Linked DNA regions of Arachis hypogaea: region 2 is linked to region 1. A link is a contact called in public Hi-C data. All regions are on one chromosome and are shown on one strand. The core of a region is the stretch at or near the end of the contact, and the rest is flanking DNA. Distances in the headings are between cores, read along the strand shown.

Region 1 (6,256 bases), core at 1,688-4,187:
CCAAAGAATGCTTTGAGGTGTGGATGGATAGAAAAATAAGGAAAGATATGAAGGAAGTATGGATGGTGTTATTTTTCTCTGTAATATGGTGCACATGGAAATGTAGAAATAACATTGTCTTTAATAATGGAGTGTTGGTATTAGAGAAGTTAAAGGAGGAAGTTGTCGAATGCACAAATCGATGGTGTCAAGATCGACAATTTAGGAGTATTTGATGTACTTATGAGTACAAATATCAAGTTTAAGGGGAATTAGAAGACATATGAAGTTGATTTTTGATGCATGATTTTCTGATCTATGGAAAAGGCAAATAAGTTTGCAGAGTAAAAGTTGGAAGGAGTATGATCATGATTTGATGTTGTATATTTGAGCAGGTTCATTTTGAAGGTCTTGAGAGGAGCTAAAATCATCATATTCTTTTGCTTCCTGTTTGCTGTTTAATGCTAGTTTTTATATTTTCTTTGTAATTGTTGCCCTGTTTTTGTTGCTGTTTTTTGGAACTACGCCAACTTTATTTGGAGTTGGGTGAAGATGTAATTATCTAAAAAAAAGTAACTAATAAGCTATATATATAATTATACTTGATTACCTAACTCTAAAATCTACCACTAATTGGTTTAACTAATATACAGCTCTCATATTTATATAATAGATTTAATAAATTTGTAATAAACTTTTAATATAAGAAGTAAAAATACTTTATACACCAACACAGTGCAACGTGAGAAACAAGATTGAGGTACATTATGAGAAGATTCAATAGCAGCTAGGATTAGGAATATTATCTTTGTTTTAAAGTATGGAGAGTGGAACTTACCAAAAAGAAAAAAAAAAGTATGGAGAGTGGGGCTTCATGGATGGGCAGGTTACCATATATATATTCCTTGTACCGGCAATATTGTTTGAATTAGACGGTGTTTGAGATTCACATCACTTTTCCTTTCCAAGACAGAACAAGAAGTTTGGTCTTGTGAAAGATGTAGTTGGTCTGAACTTTTATAGTCATTAATTATCTCAATTTTTTGTAAGATAGATATGTGGCGTGCTTCAAAAATTGTACCTAAAGTCTCCATTGGCATGTTTAGTGAGTGCCTAAGGAATCGAATAAAAACCCTAATAAGATTATGAAAGGTAATATGAGCGTAGACACAAAAGTGAAGCAAGTCATCTCATCACTTATCAGTTATCACATGCGGTACTCTGTTCTCTTTTGATTCTCCATCACTTTCACTTTATTAATTTTCTTTGTTAAGCTGGTAATTTGGTGGCCACAAGTAGTGAATTGTGTACTTTAGAGAAAAAGGTATTCTGTACACCATTTTGTACATTTACGTAGTTGATTAGTAGAAAAGATTATATGGCATATCAATGTTTTTTTTTTTTTTTTAATCTTTGTATTATTTAAGGTGATTATGGATTTATGGTGGTTATTTACATAAAAAAGTTATTTGGGCAATAACACACTAGTTTTAATGACGTGACAACAAATTAGATGGGAGTGGATCATCTCCAGTGAGAAAAAAACTGGATGGTATACAGTGTTCAATCTAACCATTCATTACTCTCTCTCTTATTTATTTCTGGTCCCACTCATAGAATCAAATGTGATAGATCACACTGTATTTTATCAATTGTTAAAAAAACTGGAGATGTATGAGTAATGCATGGAATAACTTAAATTTGAAGTGAACTTTTTTATTACATAATTTAATCATAATTTATTAATTATTAGAGAAAAAAAAAGTTAAAGTTCTTATATTTATTACATTCAAATAGTTTTATAACTTTTAATTCTAATAAATACTCTTTATATGACTATTTCCAAATGTAGTTTATTTTTCTGCTTTTATTTCTTGTTTTTTATTTATGTATATATTATTTTGAAAGAGTACTACGCTTAAAATTGAAACAAAAGATAATTTTAATAGAATTAAGATATACTTAACTTTAATGGAAATGGTAAATTGATTTTGAAACTTACAAAATCATGCTTTTTAATTTTATATATATATATATATATATATATATATATAATATAAAAGCAAGCATACTTTTAATAAATTGTGGTCGAATTCATATATCATGTACAAATATGGTAGAACTAGGATGGTGCAGAAATACAAAGTTACAAATAGCTTAACCACATACTACAACTACCGGTGGAGATAAGGTTCTTAATCGAGCTAGGATATACTTAAGAAAGTAAAGTGTATTCCTAATATGGAATAAGACTCAATGTTCCAAAATTTTTTTAAAAAATAAACATTCAATCCCAGACAAATTTTTATTTTTTAAAAATTTTTGAAAATTAATTTTATTGAATAGATTGGTTTTTTTCTGCCGTTTTGAAGAGCAAATAATTTGTCTTAGAGTGGTATTTTTTGAAAATTTAATTGTTTTATAATAAATTTTTTGAAAATTTTTTTTTATCCAATATGTACATTAAAAAATTAATTGAAAGTGACAAAGAAACTAATTTGTCTTACGAGAATAATTTTTAAAGATTTTTTGAGAATAAAAATTTGCCGAGGATTAAAATACCCGATCTGAATTTTTTGAGTATGAATTTAAATATTTACTCTTTTAAAAATGTTCAATGCAATTTGATTAATAAGTTTTATAACTCTAAACCACATTGGTCCCTTAGTCACTAATTCAATTAACAAAATGGCTAGCTGATACGACACACTAAAAAGTGAGTTAGTGAGACTCAATTTGGTTCCTCAATAGACTAAATTAATCCCAAGTCCACAAATAAAATAAAATAAAAAAAAACTAAATTAATCCATCAACAAATTGAATCTCACAAATTTAGTTTATCTCATTTTTTTTGGTCGTGGAGTTCATCTCAATTTAGATGTGATCGTATTTTAGTGCAATGGTTCATGGGTATCCGTTTGTTTATTTTTTATTTTTTGGGTCTTGGGTTTTTAAAAAGACTGTTGGGCCTCGCCCATTTAATAGGCATGCTTTATTGCTGGTTACTTACTCTCTGCCTTTGATATGTTCTATTAAGTTACAAGTTCGAAAAAAAATTGAATTGGTCATTGAACCTCTTTAGCTATTGATTCATTAGTTTATTGATTCAATCAATTTAATTATAGTTTAGTTAGAATAACTATTTTATAATAAAATAATAAATAAATACACTAAAATATAATTATAATCTAATATAAACTTTAAAATGTCATCTAAATAAAAATATTACATCATCCGTAATATTATAATCTCATGTAAATACAAACTCAATAATTAAATATCACAATCACAAGATCAAAAATAGCACTGCAATAACAGTAATTTATCAAATTAACAAATTCGAGAACATGAACTCAAATCAAAATAATTATTCAAATTAATAATTAGGCAAAAATATAACAACCTAACAATCACATAGCATCTCAACAATAATTTATCAAATTACTAAATTAACAAGATCAAGAACATGAACTTAGATCAGAATAATTGTTCAAATAAACAATTAGACAAAAATACAACAACGTAATAATCACAGGGTCAAAAAACAACACCTCAAGAATAATTTATCAAATTACCAAATTAATAATATCAATAACATGAACTTAAATCAGGATCACAACAATTAAAATAGCTAAAACCAAAAAAGAACAGCAACCTAAATACAAGTTTGTTTTTTCCCAAATATTAGAATAAGCTTGTGGTTGACTATCATTGGAATCAAGAGGATGAGAAGCTTCATTTGAACTAAGAGGATTATAGGCCAAATTTTTTGGATGCATTATTGTAACACCCTACTATACAGAGCTTTACATCTAGGACGTAAATCAGAGGTGGCGAGGCGCTACGACCTCTAAAAGTAAAAATACATAATATAATATAACCGAAGGAAATTGTAACTAGGAGCCTTGAAAGATAAGGTAATAAAAAACGAAACAGAAATCGCATCACTCACGATCGGATCAATGCATAAAGGTAGATAAGGTCAAACGGAAAAGGATAATACATATATATAAGATTAGAGTTTCAAAGATACAATTAACAAGCTCTTGGCTCGACCTGTGAAGCAAAGGCTGACGAGAGTATACATATACATATACATATATGTAACCCCAAAGAGTAATCCCAACACACAAGCTACAAACCTGTTTCTCCAAGTCAACCTCTAGGAGGGACAAAATGCAAAATATACATAGCGGATAATCTATATACATATATACATCAGCAAAATACAAACCCTAAAATCCAAAATAGTTCTTCACTTCCAAAGAGTCTTTAGAAAGCTCAAAGAGGTGCCTCTCAACCTGCATCTGAAAAATAACAACACGTATGGAATGAGAACTAGAGGTTATCAGCATGGTAAAGGTGCCCACATAGATAATATATAAGGTCCCAAGAAAGCCAGAGGCGATTCTAGAACTTTGATACTCAGATTTAAAACTGGAAACCATAAACAGGGTAGTTTGTCTAAGGCTCTTAACCCTAACTCAATTCTAACTTAATTCTAACTTATTCCCTTAGCATCTCGTCTTCTTTCAATCCCCCAAAACTCTGGTGGAACTGCTCTTGTTACTCCTCTGCCAAACGAGGGGCCTCTCAGTTGCACAAACATACAATGCAGAGAAAGAAATCACAAAAAGGATGCAGTTACAGCAAGAAAATCATATAGCAAGTAAGCATAGATATTCAAATAGGCAAACCAAGTAATGCAAACTCAAACAAGACAAACAAATGCATATGATGTATGCCTTTTCTACTGGCCGTGAGTTCACGTGTCAGACACACTCGGTAGCTAACCCGGATATCGTCTCTCTGACTTGCTCCACACTCTTGGGATATAGTGCCTGTTACAGTCTTGGAATATAGTACCTGCCATACTCATAGGATATAGTGCCTGCCGTATTTCCCAGGATAAAGTGTTCCCACACTCTTGGGATATAGCGTCCGCCACACTCTTGGGATATAGTTCCCACCACACTCTTGGGATATAGTGCCCGATACATTTCCCAGGGTAAAGTGCTCACACACTCTTGGGATATAGCACCCGCCACGTTCTTAGGATATAGTACCTGACACACTCATGGGATATAGTACCCGACACACTTTACAAATAGAGAAAAAACTTAAACATACTCAACATCAACAATCTCAATCAGGCCTCAATTATCATATTCATTCATTCAATATCTTTATGGCCAATATTCGTCAATTATAAAAATTTTCACACTTTCTAAATTAATCATAATCATTTAATCATCAATCATATTTCAATAATAATTCATCATTTCAATTAATCGGCATCATTTCAGCCTCAAACATCTCAGACTCAGCCTTCTATACTTTCTCAGCTCATTCAATATCAACTTAACTGTTATTCACCTCATATACATTTACAACTTCCTAACTCAAGTTCTTTTTTTCTCTACTTCCTCTATGGGTCTACTATCCTTCTTAAACTCAAGAGCTAGGTATCGGACCAAAAAGGATAGGTAAAAGAGGTTGGAAGCTAGAGAATTGGTAAAACCTAAAAAAAAAAACTCACTTGTGCTGCAAAAAAGGGGGCTCGCGTACGCGGCCTTGAAAATCTTCCATCCCGCGTACGTGTCACTTGCCCGCATACGCGGATGTGCGAACCTGAAATGAAATCCTGCGGCGCGTGCGTGTGTCTCGCGTACATAGAGGTGTGAAAAGCGAGGGTCCACATACATGGGATTGCTCTGCGTACATGAGACGTATGAGCAGTGCCCACCGTCCATGTCGCGTGTGCCAGTCGCGTACGCATTTCTCCATTTTCCCCCAAAAACTAGCAAAGTTCCATAATTCACCTTTCGCGCACCAAACTGCAAATTCACATAACTCTTTTGTTTTAAAATATTTTTCATACGTTCTTCAAACGGCATAAACTTCACGGATCTAAATTTTCATTTAAATCAAGTTTGATGAAAATTGAGGGTCCAGAAGCCGAGTTATGGCTTACTGAAGTTGTTCCAAAATTAGATTTTTCAAAAGCAACATTAGTCCTCATTTTCTACCAAAACCTCAAAACACATAACCTCTTTTCACAACCATTACAAACCCATACTCATAATCATTATTCGTTATCAATAACTCCTAACCAAATTACTCTCAATCATTTTCGATACAAACCATACATAATCTTCTCTATGCAACATCATTTTCATAATTCATTATCATCACACAATCTCATCACCATTATTATTCAACATTTACCATCATCAATCATTCAATATACATTTCAACCACCAAAATAATAATTATC
Region 2 (6,369 bases), core at 1,759-4,258, 630 kb after region 1:
ATCCGGACAAATAATCATCTTTTGATACCTTAACTATTTCTCCTAATGATTTCTTCACCAAACTCTCTTTTTGCTTTCTTTACTCTTGTTTTATTGTTTAATGCTTTTGAAAAGCAACATAAGCAACCTTTTCTGCTTGCCTGACTAAGCCCATTAGTTGACTATTGTTGCTCAGTTCCTCAGTCCTCATGAGATCGACCCTCACTTACATGAGATATTATTTAGACGACCCGGTGTACTTGCCGGTTCAGTTGTGGACATTCTAAACCCACACTAGACACCAAGTCACATAGCACGAATAAAGAGTATACTTCGTAACCAAGCTAACTTCATAATTTGTATTACCTATTACTTTTATTTCGTCTATTATAACCCATTAGTGTTTCCGTATACACAAATCATCGGTATTGTGTTGGCCAGACCTAATACCATGGGGAATGCAACGGTCGACTAACAGCATTAATCAATAGACGGTCATGCATCTGAAACTCAAACTTTTGTCATTAGGACAAGTCCTACTATATGACAGATGCTTAGAGTATGCAGTGAAGCATAGTCAGTCCATTCCCAAGGCTCTAACAGGAACGAACTGCTCTGATACCATAATGTAACACCCTTACTATCAGAAAGTCACGCTTCCAGGTGCGCCACTCTGATAGCAGGGGTATTACAATGACTCTCATATATTTAATAATAAGGTATGAGCCTCTATGCGTAAATCTACCAATGGTTTCGCTAAACACTTAAATCTTTTCTAACAAGAACACATAACACATTTTTCACATACTTAATATTAATAATACATTATAGTATTACATACAAAAGCAATTATAAAACCTAGCCCTCTGAATAAAACTCTAACTAACAAAGTGAGGAAAAAATAAATTCTAACAACTCAACTCGTAAACATATTCTTCTATGCTCCTGTAGCTATGCATTAAACCTTCGCACCTGTAGCTGAAAGGGGTGAAAATAGGGGGTAAGAACTGGAGAGTTCTTAATAGGGTCAGGGTGTATAGTTATGTTCATTTTATTACCATAACCAACAGCAACGAGCAATAGAATACATTTAGACTTAACAAATAAAGAACACAGAAATCAAACAATCATATGGCGCACCCACAATCACAGAAAACACACTCAGAAATAAATATGTGCAAACAAGTATGATGCATGCCTGTCGTATGGCTGATGAGTCTCGTCTGTCGGTTATACAGCCAACCTGACATGTCCGGTAGCTAACTCGGGCATCATCCTCTTGAAAACTGGTGAGCGGTACAGTACCACGATCCTCACCTGGTGAGCAGTAAATTACCTCAATCCCCACCATCTCTAGGCGATAAACCACCTCAATTACAACAGACGTTTTAAATTGGAAAGCAGCACACCCGTGGGTGGTAAATAACCACAATCCTCACGTCCATTGCGAAACTGGACAAGTGGTACACCACCATGATCCTTGCTAGGTCATAGCTCAAATTCAAAACCATAATCTTTTAAAATCTTGACCCACAGCAAGTGGGACTAAACCACAACTCTTATATACTGCCCAAATTTTTTTCAAATATCAAAATCTCTTTCATTAAACTCCTTTTTCACCAAAACAAAAGTTTCAAATCAATTTCAACAATTTATTCTTTAATTCTGTTTTAAAAAAAATCCCAAAATATATAACTCTCAAGCAAATAATAATAATTCAACAATAGTTTAACATAAACTTAATCAAACTCAAATAATAATCAATCAAACCAACATTCATTTATCAGATTTACATTTAGTTATTATAAAATTATCAAACCCTACCTCCGTACGAATTGAAAATTTGTGGTGGCTAATGCTTCATTAGGTGTCATGGATAATTAATGAAAGAAAGCATGTGTTATCATTGTATATATGTTTATACACATTTCAAGCCACATTTTCAATTTCTTTCTTTTGTTTTCCCTTAATGGCTTTCTGCCAATTCTTTCTTTTCTCTTTGTTCCCTTAATGGCTTCGGCCAATAGAAAAAAGAACTAATAATAATAATAATAATAATAATAATAATAATAATAATAATAATAATAATAATAATAATAATAATAATAATAATATTATTATTATTATTATTATTATTATTATTATTATTATTATTATTATTATTTGAAATATCTTATTTTAATTAAAATTATTTAAAAATTTTAATAGATTTTAAACTTAAAGTATCATAAAATTTAATTTAATTACTTTTAAGAAAATAATTTTTTTTAAATAAAATTCTCAACAAATATAATAAATCATGAATAACTCATTAGATGTTATGGGTAATTAATGAAAGAAAGCATGTGCCATCATTGTATATATGTTTATACACATATCAAGCCACATTTTCAATTTCTTTCTTTTTTTTTTTTTTGGTGACTAACAATTTCTTTCTTTTGTTTTCCCTTAATGGCTTTCTGCCAATTCTTTCTTTTCTCTTTGTTCCCTTAATGGCTTCGGCCAATAGAAAAAAGAAATAATAATAATAATAATAATAATAATAATAATAATAATAATAATAATAAATCTTAAATCCTAAATCCTAAATCCTAAACTCTAAATTTAAAAATATTTTTTTAAAACTAATTAAATTAAATTTAAGAAAATATTATAGTTAAACCTTAAATTCTCAATAAATATAATAAATCATCAATAATTCATTATTTAATTTTTAAAAATTTGAATTATTATAGTAGGTTATGGATTACAGGAACAAATGTAGTTGAATGAGACAGCAGGCGGGTTACACGTTCCGTTGTGCCCACAAACCTGGCTGAGAAAGAATTACGAAGGGCAAAAATATGCGGATTAAAAACTAAAGCTTAGGACATACTTTTTTTTATTTAGATATATCCACTATTTACGAAAATTTTAGGTCTCTCTCCTTTATCCTTGTTCGTCCGGGTGGATCCTATCTCCTTGCTTCTTAGGGCCCAGCCCCTTTCATACCTTTTGCTAGCAGTTGAGTCTTTCACTGTTCATTTTACGCAGAGGACACCTGCTTGTACGAAATGGAGCAAGTGTCCGTTTGTTGGGCCATGTGTGGATCGCGTTGAATTGGGCCGAAGCATATTCAAAAAGATTATTTTATCAATTATAAAATAAAAAATTTGAGTAAATGGTAATTATTTCAGTGATATTGGGCCTTAGTATATTCAATTTGTCAAAAAGCCATTTTATCCATTACGTGTAAAATAAAAAATTTGAATGAATGGTAAAAGCATAAAAGCTAACTTTTTTACTTTTAGATACCAAATTGTTTACAAAATCTTTTGGGGGCCATGACCCACCATTAAACAAAGCACCGCCAAACAATGTATGGGTGGTGAACTTATTTCTATTGTTTCTTGCTTCGGAAGACAATATAATTGATATCTTGATGTATCATTTATCACTGATATTATAATTGTCATTTAATTCCCTTTTTATCCTAACCAAGTTGACAAATTAGTAACACGTTTATTCTCTTAGGAAGTAGTTCAAACCAAATTAACCTAACGAACAAGATATTCTAACGTGAAAAAATTGATAAAATAAAAAATTAATCATTTTTAAATTACAATTTTATAAAAAATTATAAAATTAATATTGATTAATTTTTTATTTTACTAACTTTTTTATTTTACTAAGAAATGGGATTTTGGCTATTTAATTTTACATATTGCTCATTATTAATTATAATGAGTAAATATTCAAAATAAGCTCTGGAATTTGTATAGCACCTTAAATTGTTTTATAAAATTTCAAATGATTCGCTATATTGGGTATGTCTAAAACGAGCTCAACAATTGTGTGCTTATTGAATGAGTCACACTTATATAGGCTATTAGATTTTATTAGATGAAAATCAAAAGCTAATATAAAAGAAGAGTATTGATAGACTCTAATAAATATAGAATATCCTAGTACATAAATAAATGCTTTAAATGCCAATACTTTAATACACAATACTTTAAACGACAACAAAATCTTTTATTTTTAAATAATTAAATATAAAATATATAAATATAAAATATATGAGTAGTTTTATTTAATAAAATTAATTATTGTGTAAAACTTTTTTATAATATTAAAAAATTATATTAAAATAATATTTTAAACTAACATAAAAATATAAAATATTAAAATTTTATTTTATATTACTTGATAAATAATTATATTATTATATTCAAAATTTATGTAACACCCAAATTTTTGCAAACTAAATAATGATTTATTTATGACTCATTATCTTTGTTTAGGACTTTATTTTCAGAAAATATTTTTATTAATAGTAATTAAATTAAATTTTATGATATTTTGAGTTTAAAAATTTATTAGGACCCTTATATATAATATTCATAATTATTAGATATTTTTTTATTTAATATTTAAAAGTTTTAATAATTTAAAAATAATAAAAATTTGATTATCTATTTTGAATACTTGAGATTTGAAATTTAATGCTTTAATCTTATGAACTAAAAAGAATTTAATTGAATTATCTCTAATTTAATGTTAAAGTACGTATTAGAAACTAATTAGCAAGTTAATAAATAAATAATATTTTTATAATAATTTTATTAAAATATATTTAGTTTTTAATTACTACACTACTATCTAATTTTATTAAAATCTCTAAAATATCCTTACTCCTTTTGATTTTTACCTAACCCTAATTTTAAATACATACTCACTTTCATTTCTTACACATCTACACTAACACTTCTCACTCACTTAGTTACTCTCACTCTCTTTCAATCTGGAACCATAAGAAAAGAAAGAAAGGAGAGAAAAAGAAACTGAGAAAGAGGAGGAAACGGAAGAAGATGGGAAGAAGAAAAGAGAGGAGGGAAGAGGGAGACCGCACGACAAGGCTTGGTCCTGCTGCCGCCATTGACATCGTCGTCGTGTCGTTGTCACAGAGAGAGAACAAGACCAGCGACAAGAAGAATGGAGCTGTACCGCTGTCACCGCCGAACAACTGCCACCGTCATAGCTCGCCATTGAGGTTGCTAGAGCCCCTGCCTGCCTGCTTCGCCGGGGGCTGAACCCTGCCTCTTTGCTGTTCATCAAAGCTTGTGGTGCTGCTACGGGAGTCACTGCTAGAGGAGAGGAATTGCCACCACCGCTGTTCTGTTGTGTCCTTTACCGTCGACGCTGGAAAGGATCACCGGAGCTGCTCATGCTATCCATCCCCTTGTTTTCTTTGGTAAAACTAATCTTGTTCTGCATTGTCTTGCCATAAAGCTCTATTATTGACTGTGTCCTATCTTGATTTCCTTTCTGCCTTTGTTCAGTTTTAAACCACCGTAGGTTATGGGATTCGCTGCCATTGTTACTATAGTTGCCCCCATGTTGTTGCTACTAGGGCTGCTAGTGATGATGCTGTCATTGCTCCATTGATTCGTGTGTATATTGGTAGGCATGAAGCTTATGTTGTTGCAGCCGCAACTTTCTGCTGCCCCGTCCAAATTTCGTGCTTTCATTCCATGTTGCTTCAATCTTCCTCACCTTTTATCTTGGCACTTTGGGTTTGGTCTTTTCGGTCCCTTGAGACCAATTCGTGAGTAGGCTTTACATTTATAATTATTTGGCTTTACATCTATAATTATTTTGATATGTGCTGCTTGAATTGATGACTATACTTACAAATTAACAACAAAGATTTGAATTTGATTTTAATAATGGATTTATTAGAACTAAATATTTATATTTGTGAAATTAATATCTTCAATCTGACATGAGACTGTATACATATTTGATGAAGTTTTGTATTATTTTAGAATATTCGATTTTATTTGAATATGTGTTTCTGGAACATTGAAGTATTTTTTATGCTCACTTATATACTCTGAATTTGTAAAGTATATTGGACATTTCATATGATTGAAAAGAATTTTGATGAGAAAGTATTATTTGCTTTGATTTGATACGGTATATATTTGAAAGATTAAAGATTGGTTGTATTTAAATTATAAGTTTGAATTGGTTTGGGAGGCTCGTATTAGAAAACCGTAGTTAACGGCGGTTATGACGTTAACCTAGATGCATCTGACTCAGACCTCAGCTAGCAGGGGTGTTGTTAGCCTAACGTGTAGGCCACACGTTGGATCTGTTATTCCGTACGGACACACTAGAGGAAAGGGCTACCCTTAGAGGTGGAGCCGCCCAAGTATGGACTATTTGATTTGATTTCTGTATGAGAACTCCCTTATTAATTCACTTATTCATATAAATTATTATTTGCTAACTAAGCTTATTTTTATAATAATGTTTATATGGTCTCATGTTAATTATAGATGTACTGTCTAGTCACTGAGTTGCAAAACTCACCCCTTTTTCAAAAAAAAAAATATTTTTCAAGAA

What was found. A called contact is a pair of places that touch in the nucleus more often than the background predicts.
Region 2: a contact with region 1 is called in a Hi-C map of leaf, with 3 times the contacts expected there. The contact joins two enhancer-like sites. A contact is called at or near these places in 2 of 8 Hi-C or Micro-C datasets (both in leaf).

What each region holds. Positions count from the first base shown.
Region 1 is chr17:42,859,149-42,865,404 of arahy.Tifrunner.gnm2.J5K5, forward strand. No RefSeq gene overlaps it. Among protein-coding and RNA genes, the nearest start is that of LOC112764509, 24 kb to the left of the region's middle. Within about 2 kb of position 2,938, at least 1 of the 3 cell types and tissues checked has open chromatin away from gene starts, as enhancers often do.
Region 2 is chr17:43,492,168-43,498,536 of arahy.Tifrunner.gnm2.J5K5, forward strand. No RefSeq gene overlaps it. Among protein-coding and RNA genes, the nearest start is that of LOC112765834, 13 kb to the right of the region's middle. Within about 2 kb of position 3,009, at least 1 of the 3 cell types and tissues checked has open chromatin away from gene starts, as enhancers often do.